3 separate regions of the Mus musculus genome follow, and all the other regions are linked to region 1. Evidence: chromatin contacts called from public HiChIP or PLAC-seq data. All regions are on one chromosome and are shown on one strand. Each heading gives the region's core, a stretch centred on a gene start, on an enhancer-like site or on the middle of the called end of the contact. The rest is flanking DNA. Distances are from core to core; before and after follow the strand shown.

The links. HiChIP or PLAC-seq counts read pairs in DNA pulled down with a chosen protein or histone mark.
Region 2: a FOXA1 HiChIP or PLAC-seq map of pancreatic cancer cells shows a contact between it and region 1. The contact joins the promoter of Spata2l here to the enhancer-like site in region 1. A contact is called at or near these places in 8 of 39 promoter capture datasets (the C10 cell line, the HPC-7 cell line, cranial neural crest and 3 more), 1 of 484 Hi-C or Micro-C datasets (bone marrow-derived macrophages), 3 of 115 datasets of contacts at active chromatin or transcription factors (fetal liver, pancreatic cancer cells and stem cell-derived neural progenitor cells) and 2 of 9 other capture datasets (adipose tissue and embryonic stem cells).
Region 3: a contact with region 1 is called in an HNF4G HiChIP or PLAC-seq map of pancreatic cancer cells. The contact joins the promoter of Spata33 here to the enhancer-like site in region 1. A contact is called at or near these places in 3 of 39 promoter capture datasets (cranial neural crest, embryonic stem cells and liver), 1 of 15 datasets of contacts at CTCF or cohesin (large pre-B cells), 9 of 484 Hi-C or Micro-C datasets (the G1E-ER4 cell line, brown adipocytes, cardiomyocytes and 5 more), 10 of 115 datasets of contacts at active chromatin or transcription factors (bone marrow-derived macrophages, differentiating embryonic stem cells, embryonic hindbrain and 6 more) and 5 of 9 other capture datasets (adipose tissue, embryonic stem cells, liver and 2 more).

Annotation. Positions count from the first base shown.
Region 1 is chr8:122,633,976-122,637,566 of GRCm38.p6, reverse strand. It overlaps Cbfa2t3 (CBFA2/RUNX1 translocation partner 3), which reads left to right. Exons shown (of 12, transcript NM_001109873.1): 8 at 1,728-1,813; 9 at 2,420-2,618; 10 at 3,139-3,207. Among named protein-coding and RNA genes, the nearest start is that of Pabpn1l, 13 kb to the right of the region's middle. Within about 2 kb of position 1,581, at least 64 of the 459 cell types and tissues checked have an H3K27ac peak or open chromatin away from gene starts, as enhancers often do. A contact at or near this core is called in fetal liver, pancreatic cancer cells and pancreatic islet, where this site is marked.
Region 2 is chr8:123,234,243-123,237,833 of GRCm38.p6, reverse strand. Spata2l (spermatogenesis associated 2-like) reads left to right here and starts at 1,576. Exons shown (of 3, transcript NM_030176.3): 1 at 1,576-1,684; 2 at 1,985-2,316; 3 at 3,589-3,591. The coding sequence starts at 2,014. It overlaps 4933417D19Rik (RIKEN cDNA 4933417D19 gene), which reads right to left and starts at 2,743. Exons shown (of 3, transcript NR_045849.1): 1 at 2,281-2,743.
Region 3 is chr8:123,211,312-123,214,902 of GRCm38.p6, reverse strand. It overlaps Spata33 (spermatogenesis associated 33), which reads right to left and starts at 2,045. Exons shown (of 3, transcript NM_177279.4): 1 at 1,906-2,045; 2 at 1,666-1,815. The coding sequence starts at 1,942. It overlaps Chmp1a (charged multivesicular body protein 1A), which reads left to right and starts at 2,115. Exons shown (of 7, transcript NM_145606.3): 1 at 2,115-2,237. The coding sequence starts at 2,231.

The DNA.
Region 1 (3,591 bases), core at 332-2,831:
ACCCTCAAGTGGGCCATGTGACCTCCCTGTGCCTCAGTTTCTTTCTTTGTCAGAACAGAGATTATGTGAGGATAGGTTATTGATAGAGCACCTGACACACACTCTACCCCAAGGCCCAGCCACCGATGACAAGGACAGCAGCTGACACAGAACACATGCCACTCATCTTGCACGCTGTCATTTCCCAGTCTGTACCCACACCTCAAAGGAAACCGAAGTCCAAGGAGTATGAGTGGGGCAGCCATGGGTGGGCACAGCGACACTCTGCGGAAACCCAGAGATGGCCGTCCCTGCCACACCCTGGTGTGTTGGAACGTAATGTTAGAAATGACCATCCAGGGTCACTCAGAATGCCAATAGGGTCCCAGAGCAGGGTCAACAGAGGCCTTTCCCTGCCCCCACACCATGGAAGCTTCCAGGGCTTGGTCCTAGGCAGCAGGTGACAGTGTCTGGCTCACCACAGCCGGGTCAGGCAGGTGCTAATTCCCACCCGCTTCTGCTAATGCAAAAATAAACGCCAGCTGTCGCACAGATCTCAGCCTCTATTTTAGTTTGGGCGTTGGCACAGGCCCCTCGTGGGCAGCCAGAGAGGGTGCTGGATGACGGCTGTGGCCACTCCCCGCCCTTCTGCAACTCAGGGAGGCATTTCAGGTTAGGGTAGCAGGAGGTCCTAAGGCGCTGATGGCTGCTTAAAAGAGAGGTTTTGCCTCCCCCCACCCCCCAGGAAGTCTGGATTGCTGCCAGGTCACCTGCACAGCCTCAGTTAGGACACTGGGAGCATTTGACATTGCAGGGAAACCAAGACAGGGCCATCATGTTCCTCACGCCCCAGCCAGTGGCACCCCACACCCCGCCACACCCCATTTGGTCATTCCCGATCCAGATTCAGACTCCTTACACCCAACACCGCCTCTCCACTTTCTGCCTGGTAACTGTGGGCACACCCCTCAAGTTTATCAGGTCAGCTTGGGGCTTTTCTTTCTAACTACTTATGATGCAAGAACTAGGCAGGGTTGGGAAACTGAGGCAGGGAGTGGCAACATAAGGGCCCCAGGATCCCACGGAGAATGAACCATCCTGGATTACTGCTTTGATCCTGCTGCAGGTAGATCTGATCCCAAGATTGAACTGGGGGGGGGGGGTAAACACCCAGGTCAGAGTTCAGCCTGGGACACAGAGGTAAACACAACACGCCATTTTTCTTCATGGAGCTGACAGTCTGGGAGCAGGGATAGTAGAGTAAACAGGGAGATCTTGTACCTAGAGACCAGACACACACACACACACACACACACACACACACACACACACACACACACACACACACACGGCCTGAGGAATTCCAAAGACTACAGCTGTGGAGGGGCCCCTCGGGCCTGGACTTTGAGGAATGCATAGGAGTGCAGTTATCTGAAAGGAAGTCATAAACACACCTAAGTTAAGCAGCTGCCCAGAGGCCTGGAGGTTTCTGGACCGTGATAAGAGAAACCTTTAAAGTGAGTTCATCTAGAGCTGCCTATCAGAAATGGGCGAAGCGAGAAGAGCTGGGTTAGCAGGTTACCGGGAGGCAGTGAGTCATGAGGCACAACAGAGGTGGCCTGGTTTAGATTCCCGACGCCCCTGGTGTAGGAAGTAGGAGGCACCTGGGAGTAGGGGCAGGGCCTGAGATCCAAGTCAGGGCTTAGTCATCCGCATGGGGGCCTAACTGTGTGTGGCCTTTTCTACAGCCATACCTGGGTCTCGACAAGAAGAAGTGATTGATCACAGGCTCACAGAACGCGAGTGGGCAGAAGAATGGAAGCACCTCAACAGTGTGAGTGCCCAGGTGGGGCTGCCACGCCCGTGTGACTCCCTGAACATCTGCACAAGGCTGGGGTGGGGAGATCCACGCTGAGATTGCGCTCCTCTGGGTTGGTTCAGCATCTCCTGGTAGGACCCACCGGCATGCCCACTGGCTGCCCGCCCTTTTATGTGAGGGTCATTATCCACTGTTGGCCTGTCAGGATGCTGCCAAAGAGCCATGCACACTGGCTCTTCCTCCTCTACCATCTCCTGCTCAGACACTTGCAGAGTCAAGCCCCAGTGATGTAGGACATCTTTGTGCCTGAGCCCCTGGTCAGGCCAGGTGGACCTCCACTCCCCTGGCCCTCATGCACCTTTCTTGGCAATGAGAGTTTTGAAGGAAACAGCCCAAGCCCCTTCCACCCCTACCATGCATCCAAAGAAGATTCCATTCAAGTTGGGTGCCCACAGGCACTGGGAGTCATTTCACTGTTTGTGGGGAGCCAAGGTATAGATTTCTGTGCCCCGCCTTCAGGGACGTTGAGCTGGCTCCCTGACCACCCCCTCCATATTGGATGGCCACATCTGGCCACAGCCCCGGTTCCAACGTCCTGAAGGCCCTGCCACCCGCCCGCAGCTTCTGAACTGCATCATGGACATGGTGGAGAAGACCCGGCGATCCCTCACCGTCCTGCGCCGGTGTCAGGAGGCCGACCGTGAGGAACTCAACCACTGGATCCGGTGCTACAGTGACTCTGAGGAGGGGAAGAAGGGCCCTACCCCCATCTCTGCCCGGTCCCTCAACAGCTGCAGTGGCCCTGAGGGGTCTCAGCTAGGTGTGTACCAAGCAAGAACATGGAGGACCTGTAGCGAGAGGTTGCTAGCCCTATACAGTCTCTGTAGGATGCCACTAATTCTCCAGAAAGCTAGCCAACACTCGGTCCTTACTTAAACAGGAAGCCTCACTTGGAAAGGGGGGCCTTTCCCATGGCATAAAGATGTGCCTGGCCTGCTAGGGAGCCTGGACCTTCCAGATTCTGGTAGGTACAGGCCAGGCTTAGGAGGAGGCACCCGAGGGCTTCTATTTACCCATCCACCACAGCGGTGCCTACGGAGATGGGGGTGAGGTGGTCCGGGACATGCCCAGATCCCAGCGTGAATCCATGTTCACTGTCTATAAGAGTATGCCACTCAAATCCCTCCATTCTCCTGGTAGCATGTGAAGCCCTCTTTCCCAAGAGGAAAGATACTTCTTGCCTTCAAACCCTGGCCAGAGAGGAAGGGAATCCAGTGTGGAGGAAGGCAACTGATGACCCCACCTTGTGTGTGACACTGTACCCTGCCCCCTTATTCCAGATGTTCACCGGGACTTCACGCCCAGGACCCTGTCTGGCTACATGCCTGAAGAGATCTGGAGGAAGGCTGGTGAGTAAAGACAGACCCTGGAAACAACCGCTAAAAAGTGTCCGTGTCTGCCGGGCATGGTGGCACACGCCTTTAATCCCAGCACTCGGGAGGCAGAGGCAGGCAGATTTCTGAGTTCAAGGCCAGCCTGGTCTACAAAGTGAGTTCCAGGACAGCCAGGGCTACACAGAGAAACCCTGTCTTGAAAAACAAACAAACAAAAAGAAGTGTCTGTGTCTCCACAGATGGTCTCCACACGAGGCAAGTTTGGGATTTACACATTGGGTCACACATAGGGGTATATACAAAATGCATGTGTGTGCACACATGCACACACACAGACACACACAGAAAGAGAGAGAGAGAGAGAATATGAATCAGGTATTTACAGCCAGGGTTCACATA
Region 2 (3,591 bases), core at 327-2,826, 600 kb before region 1:
CCTGCTGAAACTAAGGTGTGTGGAGGATGTACAGAGTACACATTGTGTGCCCTGAGATAGCAAGAAAAGTAAGTAGCAATGGCAGGTGGCTCTTTGTGAGTTCTAGGCCAGCCTGGTCTACAAAGATACTTGTAAGACAGCTAGGGCCACACACACACACACACACACACAGAGAGAGAGGTTGGAGGAAGAACATCAATATCGTTAGTTCAAGGCTCATCCCAATCCAGAATAATTTACAAGTTACAAATAGAAGAAAAGAACACTTTTGCAGGTGAACATTAGCTTCGACGTTAGTGTAACATAATTTTTTGCAATGCTAGAGACTGAACCTGGGGACCTTACACAAAGCAAGCAATTGTTCTACCTCAGGGTCACACCCCTGCCCCCAAGGCCTCTTCCTTTTTCTGTTAATCCCCTTGTTCTGCCGCAGGCGGGATCCAGGCTTGTCTTGAAACAAGGCAAGCATGGAATCTTTATGATTTGTCAGAAGTTAAACTATGTCACTGTGAGTTGAAGCAACCTCGAAAGCCAACCAAGGTTCCCCTTTGGATTGGTGAGCTCACAACAAAAGACCTCTATGTTCAGTGATAGCCAGCAGGGCACCTGGGGACTGTGGCCTGCTTAGTTACACGATCTGAAGTCCTTTGACTGTGAGAAATTCAAGAAGACAGATACCTCCCCTATGCCAGGTTCTATTTGATCAAACTTGGCCTAGGCTTGGTGAGCTGGAGAGATCGAGGGTGCAGGCTGCCCAGAAGTGGATGAAGCAAAAGCTACTGCTTACACGAAGCTTAGGGTTTAAGATTAAGGAGAAGGTGCCTTCGGTCCTGAGTGAGTTGCCTAAGACCACAGCAAGTTGAGGTTAACAGTTTCCCTGAGGTCACCCAGACCAATTCTTGGATTTCAGGATCCCGGTCAGTTTTGAAGGTCTGTAGGTCACACACTTAAGGAACACCTTGTCCTGGAGGGTGAATACATTCATCCTGCCTCAAATACTCCCTAACCGACTTTCTCAGGGACTAAGAAATGAAGTGCCAGAGACCAGGAAACAAAGCCTGCAGAGGCAGTCCGAAGGACCTCCCGTTCTATTATTTATAATTATTTTGTTTGCATGCATGTGCATCAAAAACACCAGATGCAGGGGCCAGAAGTGGATGTTGGGAACTGGAGTTAAAGACAAAAAAATGAGCTGCCACGCAGGTGCTCATACCCACTGGGCAGTCCACCACCCCACCCGTTTTAAATTGTACTTAAATACGTGTGTTTGACCTCCTTTGGTCCATGATCTGCCAAGACAGGCCCCGCCTAGCCGGTATTTGGCTATTCTGTGGGTTGGCTTGAGGAGCCAAAGTCCAGCCTGGTTCAGACCGGTTCCGCTAGGCACATCTTGGCGACCAGTGATCATACACCCACTGTGTACTCCCACTCAGACTAGCTGAAAGACTAACTAGTGAATCTGAGAGAACTTCAAAAGGTGAGCTGCAGGGGAGGGCCACGCCCAGCTTCGCCCAGGCCACGCCTACACCTCCACCCTCCTACTTAGCCGAAAGGGCGGCACCCGACTCCAGCCTCGCCCACCAACGTCACGACCAAGGCCAAGGGGCGGGCTTGACTTTCTGCGGAAGAGCGAGGAGAGACCCAGGCCCAAGCGGAGCTCTCTGGAATAGCTGGCGACTAGCAGGTAGCACCGCCGCCCACGGGGACCGTCAGTGGGAGAGGGGCTCTGGCTGCAAGAGGTTCAGCTAGTGGGAGCGGAGCTGTTGATACGAGGACGCTCAGCAAGCGGGGCTGAAGGTGTCCTGGGGAGGGGAGGCTACAAATACTGTGGTCACTGAGCTGTCAGCGTCCACGTCTCAGGGACCATAGATTCCGAGAGTTGGCTAAGCTGCCAAGGTCCCTATTTCCAGGTTGGAGGGAGCCCTGGGCTTGCTGGGTGCGGGGTTGAGAGTCGCACACACAGCTGAGATGACATGGTCTCTAGTTTGACACCTCATCCCGGACCTGATCAGGATGGGCAGCAGCTCACTGTCCGAGGACTATCGCCAGTGCCTGGAGCGCGAGCTGCGGCGCGGCCGCGCGGGCGTTTGCGGCGACCCCTCGCTGCGCGCGGTGCTCTGGCAGATTCTGGTGGAAGACTTTGACCTGCACGGGGCGCTACAGGACGATGCGCTAGCCCTGTTCACTGATGGCCTGTGGGGGCGGGCTGACCTGGCACCGGCCCTCCAAGATCTGGCCCGCGCCTTTGAGCTCCTAGAGCTGGCCGCTGTGCACCTGTACCTGCTGCCCTGGAGAAAGGAGTTCACCACTATCAAGGTATGGCATCAGTGGTGCTCCTTCACTCCCGTCCTTGTCCAGGCTGTTTGAGGGCTGCAGATCCTCTTCAGGGGAGGGTTCTGCGTTGAGGGCTCGTGGGCGTGTTGGGATGCATGCCTACCAGTCATTCACCTAGAACTTATATGGCTGTCCTCAAAGTAGTCTCACTGCCCTAGTTGCCATGGAAATTCTAGGGTAGACGTGGGTGGGTGAGGGAGGTACTTGATGTCCTATGGTCATCCTAACTCCTCTAAGATGTGGACTGGTCCCCATCTGTAAAAGGAGGCTGCTAAGACTGGGAAGAGAACAGCAGATCAGAACAGCAGGGATCTTATTCCTGCCTGGGTCCAGGTTAGGCGGCCAGGTCCAGGGCTGGCCTAGTCCTTAGGTCAGATGGCAGACCACTTAGAGGGGGTAGGGCCGCTCTGAGCTAATTTTGAGTGGGAAGGCAATGACGTCAGAATGCACGTGGGCGAGGTAAACCTCCACCGGTTGTCATGGTAACGTCTCCCCCTCCACACCCCACCAGCCTGCTGCTCCACGGGAATACCTGAGATCTCAGGACTTTCATTCAGTTCTGTCAAGCTAGAAGCCCACCCATCCGCCCCAGAGGACAGAGGCAGCCAGGCGTGGCCTTCACACTGAATAGTTCAGAAATAGTGTTGGGGTGGAGCTGGCAAGGATAGAGCCTCCTAGCTGTGTGGTTTTAGGGAAAAGCCCCTTTTCTCTTAAGTCGAGGTGCAACGCCCTAAGGAGGGTGTTCTGGCCAGTGCTCCTTGTGTGTAGACATCCTCTCCCTAAGGGTGCTATGCACAGAAGTGCTCCAAGGAAGCCTAGAGCTGTTGTAGACGGTCACACTTAGAAAGACCCAAGCTTAAACCCTGGAGCTTTGATTCCATTGGTAGCTTGGATCTAGAAAGCACATTGGACTTTCTGGAATACTACAGTCGTGGGAGGCTACCTGCCAGCGAGGTACAGTGGAATATTCCTGTAGGCTGAGGCAGGAGGATGGTGAGTTTGGGGTCAAGCTGGGCTATACAACAAGGACCTTGTCTCGACCACAATGCTTGCTTAGCATACACAAGGGTTTAGGTTCTCCCTTGGAGGAAAACAATGTCTGACATCCAAGCTCACTCCAGACAGATAGAAACTGTATCAGGGGGTGGACAGGAGCTTCAGAAGTGCACCGAGGTCAAGGCAGGCTCAACCCACATAGGCTACATCTAGGAACCTTTATGGAAGTGCATGTCTGACCAGGACCCTTCCTTACAGACC
Region 3 (3,591 bases), core at 796-3,295, 580 kb before region 1:
ACGTGGGCCCAGCACCTGGGGAGTTGCAGTAAAGGGACTGTGAGTTCAAGGCCTTCCTAGAAAGGAGGTCATAACATACACGGACATTTACACCTGGCTTCCTCAGACCTCATGCTCTGAGGCTCCCTCCAGGGTCGCATGTGTCAGTGGCTTTGTTCCTGTGACTGCTGAGCCTGCTCCATCATCTTTTCTTGACACCAGACTCACTTGGTTTTCTCTTCATGTCCACCTGCATTTCCTCCAGATGTTGACGCTGTATGACAGGTGTCACCGGTGGCCTTCAAATGGGGAGTTCCTCGCTGGCAAAGGCCTTGTCTACCCTGATGCCTTACAAACTTGTAGAGCTGGAGCCATCTTAGAGAGGCTGGGCAGATGAAGCCTATCTCAGAAAGGCTTCCTTGCCAATAGCAAGCAAGGCCCCACATCTCTTAAGGGTCAGCATGGTCTGTGTGCCTGTGAGGCTGCAGCCTTCCAGATCCCTTGGCACTGTGAAGGAAGACATTCCTGAGGTTGAAAGCGACACAATGGAGCACAGAGTCCTCGATGCCGATGCCAGGCATGGTGGTGGTGGTCGCCATCTCTGACCCATCTTTGGTGAGACATCAAACCACAGGGTGACAAAATCTTGTTTAGTTGGCTTTTCTGTCATCAGCTAAAAGCGCCCTGATCGACAGATATCACATCACAAGCCTCCCTAGGTCTGCAGCCTCTGTGTAGCCTTCTAGCCTCAGATGAGGGGCCCCTAAGCTTCAAGGTCAGACCTCAGAAATCCAGTCCCAGCACCTGGATTTCAAACTGCCTCCCCAAGACCCATGGGTGCCTCAACCTCTTTCTCAAATGAGAGGAGGGTCTGTGCTTTCTACCTCCAATCCTTCTCAACTGTCCTCGGCTACTGCGCCTCTGGCTTCCACCAGATTCCGGCAGTGAGCCTGGGGTAGGTCCTCCTAGGGCTCTGTTTTTCATACAGGCCTCCATTCTGGAACCAGAAAGACAAAGCATCCAATTCCTAATGCCTTCCTTGTTTTAAACCTGCAACAGTTCTATTTCTGACAATGGGGGGGGGGGGGGTGTCACAGTGTCGGAAGGCTCTGTACGTTTCCTTCTGTGTGGCCATACCAAGCTACTATAAAAGGTAGAAACAGGCCAAACGTCTGCCTCGGGGAAAAGTGGAATTCGCAGCAGTTTCTGGTGTCTGCCAAATGCTGGGTGTGAAAAGAAACACTTTTGTCCCACTCACGGTCCTTTCTACCTTGAGACGCCCTCCCATCTTTGTGGCCAGGCTGAGGGACACCAAGCCCTCTCCGCTCAGGAGTCAGTCACACAGCAGCCTGGCCAATCACCCGAGGAGAATTCTGCTCCAAGCTGTAACATGTTGAAGGGATCACTGTGGGACCAGAGAGCACCCTACTAACCCTCTTTGGGGAACACTTTATGGATCGCTCAAGTTTCGTCTCAATTTCTTTTTTCCTTCTGAAACAGGGTCTCCAGATATACAAGATGCCCTTGAAATCCCTGTTATAGCCTAGCCTAGAGCCAAGGGCAGTGCTCTCGCTCACCTTCCCTGCACCGAGAACCCTGTAATATTTACCTCCCGGGTCATCATCCTTAGAAAGAGGTCCCATCCCTGCTGCCTTGCCGCGGCCGGTCTCCTCTGGATCTCCCTACCTTCAGACGAAGACGACGGCCTTGAGTGCTTGGATGTCGCGAACAACAGGCTTTCGGCAGGCTGCGACTCCTTGTCAGACTGCTTGGCCTCCTTCTCCATTACTTTCTCCTTAGACTTTGTAACTAAAGTGGTAGTGCTCTTCTCCTCCTCTGAAACACACGGACGGACAAGCCGTTAGACCTACAGCCCGCGGACGCCCGCACGGAGGGCGGGCCTCGCCGCCAGGCGGCGCCCTTTACCTTTCTTCTCTCTGGGTTTGCTTTTCGACTGGCCCATAGGTGACCCCGCCGCTCCAGCCGGGCGGCCTCGGGGCCGGTTAACCCGACCGACTCACAAAACCCACACTAGGCTCCGGGAGCTCATTACCATGGCAACCGCGTGCCGCGCGAGCCGTGCCTGAGCCCCGCCCAGGCCCCGCCCAAGCCCCGCCCCGGAGCTATCTTCTCGCGACAGCCGGCCGCGCGACCGGAAGCGGTGGCGACCCCGGAAGCCCTCGCGGAGACAGCGGGTCCGTAACATCGCGTCCCCTGCGCCGCCCCGAGGGCTGTGCTAGCCCGACCGGCCATGGACGGTAAGGGGCTGTCATCCACTTCGGGGTCGGAGCGGGAGTCTGCGGACGTCTCGCCTCAGCCCCATAACCCAGCCGGACCCGCCCCGGGCTTCAGCCCCAGACTCTATCCCCCCGGGCCTGGGACCCATAGTCTATACCCTGTATTCGGACCGGGACCCGCCCCCAGCTCACTGGGCTCGAGACCTCCGACTAGGACCTGCCCTGGGGCCTGCAGCCCGTGTAGCCACCAGGACCCGACCCGGTGCCTGAACCCTGACATCCTAGCTGAAACCCTCTCCTGGGCCTCGATCGCACAACCCAGCAGAAGCCAGCTCCCGATTCTTGATTCCAGACCCCCAGCCAGCTCTTACCCCTGGGTCTTGTTTCTTTACCAGATCTCCCCAGGCCTGCACCCCACGCCCGGGATCCAAACCCTGAATCTTGTCCAAATGATCCTACACCCGACCCCCGATCCAGGCCACTTCCACTAGCCACTCTCCCTGTTTGTTTTGTTTCTGTTTGGGGACAACGGAGTGTGGTCAGAAGGCACCAGAAAAGTACCCAGAGAAATAGTAATTAAGATACAAAGGAGTTCAAGTGCCAAACAGTAGGATTTTGGGTTCCCTCCTAGTAGGAGGGCCCGGTTAACCTTAGGTTAACAGGTTGGAAGGGAACCACCCGTAGCAGTATGAGTCACGAGTCACTTCGACCTGCCGTGGCTCCAACCTCTAGACTCCCAAGGAACTCATAATAGGTTTTATGGGCTAGTATCATAGAGTTTTTGTTTGTATGAGACTGCTTCTCTATGTAGCCTTGGCTGGCCTAGAACTTACTGTATACACCAAGCTGCCCTTGAACTCAGAGATCTGCCTACTTCTGCCTCCCCACTGCTGGGATTAAAGGTCTGTGCCACCGCCTAGGGCTGTAATGGAGGTTTTGTTTTGTTTTTAAACTGCTTTCTGAAATGTAGAAAGCTAAAGTACTGTGTCATTGTTGTAGAAGACGTAAGAATCCTAGACTGAGCCAGGCGTGGTAGCGTACGCCTTTAATCCAGCCTGGTCTACAAAGTGAGTTCCAGGATAGCCAGGGCTATACAGAGAAACCCTGTCTCGAAAAACAAAACAAAAACAAACAAGCAAAAAAGAATCCTAGACTGTCCCTTGGGAAGAAGATGGACCCTTGTCTGACATTACAGTTCACTCTGCAGCTCACAACAGGGTTCTCCCGATTTTCAGAGTCCAGTCCCTCTAGAGTCTACATGAAAGTACGGGCTAAAATGGGGGCGATTTGGCCAGTGTCCTAAAACTAGTGAAATGGCTGGACCATACCTAGGTGACACTGTTCCTCCAGTCACTGTGTCATGGTCAGCCTACCC